2 separate regions of the Callithrix jacchus genome follow, and region 2 is linked to region 1. A link is a contact called in public Hi-C data. All regions are on one chromosome and are shown on one strand. Each heading gives the region's core, a stretch centred on a gene start, on an enhancer-like site or on the middle of the called end of the contact. The rest is flanking DNA. Distances are from core to core; before and after follow the strand shown.

Region 1 (2,525 bases), core at 14-2,513:
ATGTGCTATCATGGGCTCTGGGACTCTCCAAAAAAAAAAAAGAAATCTCCTTCCTGGCAAGCCAGTAAGAAGAAAAGAAGCCCATATTCAATTAAAATCAAAAGCAAACCCCGCACAGAACACAATCAAGTGACACACACAGTCAACAGTTTGGGATATTAAATTATTTTAATTTAACTGATGACTCACACAAACATATTCATACAAAAGGGAATAAAAACAGCAGCCAGGATGATGCTAATAGTGTGGACACCAATGGCTCTAAAGGGACCACAGCTGGTCCCAGTGGAGGAGGCCATGTGGCCAAGAGCCCTGGGCAGGCCCTGAGGTCTTCCAGCTAAGAAAGCAGCAATCAGTCCCTTTTTGTGGATAAGGAAACAAAGGCCCAGAGAAGTTAAGAACTTGCTGAAAGCCACACAGTAAGTAAGGAAAGGGTGGAGCTTGACTTGTTCTTGAGAACATCACCCTAAAGGGTGATACTCTGCCATTAACAGGTGCCATTAACAGACGTTCATTAATGAACCAGGTAGCAGACCCTCACCACTGAGCCTGCCATTGCCTTGACCTTGGACTTCCCAGCCTCCAGAATTGTTAGAAATAAATCTCTGCTGTTTCCATTTTGCTATAGAGCCCTGAATGGACTAAGACAGCTAGCCTCAAGTGCGTAGAGACGAGGATGTTGCTAAACATCTGACAAAGAACAGGACAGCCCCCACCACAAAGAAGCACCCCGCTCAAAACGCAGAAGTGTCAAGGTGGAGAAGTGCCCGCCTGGGGACACAAAGCCTTCCTTTCAAATAGGTGCAGAGCCCTCAAGGGAAAAAAGCCCTCCCCTTCCCCAGGGGGCACAGGAGAGGAGACAGAGAAGGGTCATTCTCTGCCTCCCAGGACCCCCAATCCAGAGTGCACATCTAGCAGTGGCATGCTAGGCAGAAGGCTCCAAGTCACCCCACTCCACAGCACACCACGGAGGAGGCAGAGTTGAGAAAAGTCTGTCTCCTTACAGGGGAACTCAGTCCCCTTGGGAGAGCAGCACAGACCCTGCATTGGGGACCTCCAGCCCCCTCCCCTGCCTGACAGATTCCCACTTGCTTCCCCCGAGAGGCAGGGAGCCAAGGATGGCAGACCTGAGGCTCAGCCCTTGTGGCAAACACAACCAGGCGGCCTCGGCCGTCTGGGGGCTGCTGTGTGAGAGCCCAATCCCTCCTCCCTGCTCTTAGAGCTGGACTGTGCCAGGCTGACCCTCAGGACTCGCCAGGCCAGGAGACATCACAGCAAAACACATTCCCCTCACCCCTACTAGGTGCCAGCCTCAGCTCTGGGCCAGGAACTACAGGTCAACAAGCCCCGGTGAGGGCCAAGACCACCACCCCCACCAGGCCAGAAAAGCTGCTGCCACTCCAGTCCCTGGCTGCCTCCTCTCAGGATAAGACTGTGCTAGAGAGATGCCTGCCTCCCTTCCAGACTGGGCACTCCTGGGCACATGCATTGCCCTACAGGCAGGGCATATACAGCAGCTGTTCAACATATACTTTTTGAAAAAGTATCCAGTGGCAGTTTCTGAATCAAACAAAGGACAAGGTTCTGATTCAGTGAGTATCTATTAAGTGCTTCCTGAGTACTCTTATTCTAGAAAGGGGCTGCAACATCAGGTCCCCGCAGGGGTGGACAGAAATGTAAACACAGGAAGGGAGTGGAGCCCTGGTCAGGACCCTGGAGCCCACACCCAGCAACAGCCTGGCCAGGTGCCCAGGCTCAGCTTCTGGTGCTCGGCTTGGCCTGTGACCGGGCGCCACCTGCCGGCCAGTACAGAAGGAGGCAAGCGCTCCGCCAAAGCGCAGGTGGGCCTGGGGGGAGGAAAGGCAGACACACCCCTCCCACTAGCCTTGGTCTCCATTAGATTCCACAGCTCCCAGCCTAGCTGCTCAGGTCCCTCTGCAGGAGCCCCTCACATCCATGTCTGTATTCATTCATCATCTCCCACATGCACATCCAGAGCCCAGGCAGGCAATGCCCCTACCCCATCCCACAGCAGCCACCAGGACAGGAAGCTCTAAATTGTAACCAGTAAGCTAGTGACTCAAAATACAAGGCAGAAAAGAATCAGACACAGTTCATGCTAAAATGCAGATCCCCAGGCCTACTGGTAACATTCAACGTTTAAAGCTCTAGAGTAGGGTCCATGAATTTGCATGCTTAACCAATACTCAAATGATCCTGAGAGAAGAAAATCTTTGTGACCTTGGGTTAGCCAAAGACTTCTCACACACAGTACCAAAAGTACCCTCTGTAAAAGAAAAAATGATAAATTAAATTTCATCAAAATTAAAAATGTGAGCCAGGCAGGTGGCACGCACCTATAGTTCCAGCTATTCTGGAAGATGAAACAGGATCTCTTGAGCCCAGGAGTTCCAAGCTGCAGTGTGCAATGATTGCACCTGTGAACAGCCACTGCACTCCAGCCTGGGCAACATACCAAGACTCCACCTCTAAAAACAAAACTAAAAAGAAAGAAAACCCAATTT
Region 2 (2,525 bases), core at 11-2,510, 120 kb before region 1:
TGATATTTTAACCTTCAGCTAGATGTGTGAGCTTTAAGGTTCACTTTCCTTTTCCTCCCACACACACCAGGCTCTTTTTGCTAGGAGCTTTGTTCCTTCAATGCCTATTCCCTCTACTCCCCACTTCACCAACTCAGAGTTTGAGGCATCTGCCCATTTCCTTCCAAACAAAACTGTAAAGATTAAAACAGAAGCGACTTTGCTGATACATTCACCACCGCCTGGTTATCTCCCATCATCTACTCCTAGTAGCTGAGGGTGGAGGGAGTAATAGGATAAAGAAAATCCCCACGTAGCTTTCCTCCACCTACAAGGTTAAAAAAAAAAAAGGTGGCTGCGATAAGGAGCGTGGAGGACGCCAGGCTGGAGCCTCCCGGCTTCCACGTGCAGCCTTAGGTGCAGGACCTGGGGTAGGTACCCCCTTAGACGCCGAATCCTGCACAAGGTAAAAACTTGGCACTTTCTCAGTCATGCTTCCAGATTGACGTCATCTGTTTGATTTGCTGGGAACAGCTTTCTGTTTCATAAGGAGCATTCCCAGCATCAGCTCTAAGAGAAAACAGGCGGCGGAGAGGCAGGAGCGTTAGTGGGGGCCAGAGGGCCGTTCCAGCGCCTTCACAGACGGCTCCTGATCCGGGCCTCGGTTTCCCCGTCTGTAAAACGACGGGGTGGACTTGGCTCCGCTCAGCGCCGATAATCTGAGCTACGGCGGCAGAATTAAGGTCTTTAGGAAGTCACTGCCACCCTGAGTCGCCGTTCCTCCAAACTGAGCAATCCTCTTACGGAGATTATGTTACCTCCAGGCACCTTTCTAGGGTGGGTCGGTGATTTCCTTTTCTCTTCAGACCCCGCCCGAGCCGGACACCTGCAAAACTAGCTGGGCCCTGGTTTGGGTACCCCGAAGCGTGAGAAAGGGACCATTTCCGTTCAGCTGGAAGGGATGGCCGGAGGCGATCCCCGTCGGCGGCAAGTGGGCAATGCGAGGCCGGCCAGGCCCGAAGAAGCGTCGGAGGAGCTGGGCCCGCGTCGGAGACTTGGGGCCGTGCGCGGGCCGCACCCTCCCAGGGAGGGAAGGCCCGGGAATGAATGGGCGGACGGGAGGGGGGGTCCGCTAGCTGCAGACACTCACTGAGGAAGACTCGGTACTCCAGGGAGAAGGGCGCGGCGCGCTCCTCGGTGCTGAAGCCGCTCATGGTGCCGGAGTCCAGTAGCTGCAGCTGCCACAGAGCCACCAGCCCGCACGCGGCGCCGACTAAGAAGAGAGCTCCGCGCCTGCGCACTGAGATTACTGGACTGGCGGGAGGGGCGGGGAGCTTCGTTAATACGGCTCCGCTCGCGTTCCCACCCCCACCCGCCCCACCCCGTGCGCAGGCGCACTCCGCCCGGCCCGGGCGTCAGCACTCCCCAGCCCCGCCCCTCGGGCTCCGCCTCCGCGACGGCCACCCTGGCTCATAGACTGGGCCAAGTGGCTGTCGCCGGAATTGGCCCTCTCTGTTCCTTCGGCTTTGGACTTTCACCCTGGAAGGCAAATGCTCAAGCTCTCAGCTTGGACCAGCTAGGAGTTGACTGCCTACCATGCACACAGGGAACTCACTTTTGATTCTTACACACGCCTCCTCGCAGATTTATTCCTTATCTAAAAGATCATTGCTAAGTCACCTCTTCCCTAGACAGTCCCCGCTTGCGGTCTTAAAGGTGTGCATTTTTCTGATCCGTTTTAACAAAGTTGAGACATGTTACTGACACCCCTAGTGGCTACCAATAAGGTACCCGCTCGTCCGCTTTCTATAACCACTCTGACTCCGTTGCTTATCTGGTAAATGAAGATAATAATAGTAACTATTTCATGAATTGTTGGGATGATTACCCGAGTTAATACACGTCAAGGGCTTGGATCTGAGCCTGGCTCTTGTAAACACTCGGGAAGTTGTTACTGTCACCCTTCCCAGTGGGGGAGGATTTACGATCCCCCCTCCCCCACCTTTCTTAACCCACCTGGGTCCCCAGGGGCTTCAGATGGAAGCACTGGGAAGGGCCAGGCGTGAGCTAGAGTCCCGTAAGGGATTGCTTTCAGGGATAGGCTCCTCTGAGCTTGTTTTCCTGTTTATGTTCCATCATGTCAGGCCAGACCCTAAAAACTAAAGTCTGATTAAGGCAGTGGGCAAATATTTGCATCACTTACCTTCCCAGGCATGCATGTTTTTTTAAAAAAAAAAGTATATCCAAAATCCTCAATATAAATTAGGAAATTATTATTCACATTTCAAAGAATGCCTAGTTTTATTTTTTTAAAAAATTGATGGCCAGGATTTTTTTAAATAACTGTTTTTCCAGACCATTAAAGATAATGTGCCTTAATGACATTTTGAATTAAACTTTTTCAAAATAATGTCTATTGTAAAAAATAAATATTAAATGAAAATGTAGTAAGATCTCCAGTTAGTTATGGTTTCCCTCCCTTTGTCTCCGTCCAACTCCCAAACCCCACTGATACCCATTCATTTTCAGAAGGCTGTGATTCACTG

What was found. A called contact is a pair of places that touch in the nucleus more often than the background predicts.
Region 2: a contact with region 1 is called in a Hi-C map of skeletal muscle, with 2.8 times the contacts expected there. The contact joins the promoter of PPA1 here to the enhancer-like site in region 1. A contact is called at or near these places in 2 of 3 Hi-C or Micro-C datasets (both in skeletal muscle).

Annotation. Positions count from the first base shown.
Region 1 is chr12:59,742,254-59,744,778 of calJac240_pri, reverse strand. The region is part of intron 1 of LRRC20 (leucine rich repeat containing 20); the gene reads right to left. Among named protein-coding and RNA genes, the nearest start is that of LRRC20, 16 kb to the right of the region's middle. Within about 2 kb of position 1,263, at least 2 of the 16 cell types and tissues checked have an H3K27ac peak or open chromatin away from gene starts, as enhancers often do. A contact at or near this core is called in skeletal muscle, where this site is marked.
Region 2 is chr12:59,860,686-59,863,210 of calJac240_pri, reverse strand. It overlaps PPA1 (inorganic pyrophosphatase 1), which reads right to left and starts at 1,260. Exons shown (of 11, transcript XM_035268102.2): 1 at 1,130-1,260. The coding sequence starts at 1,193.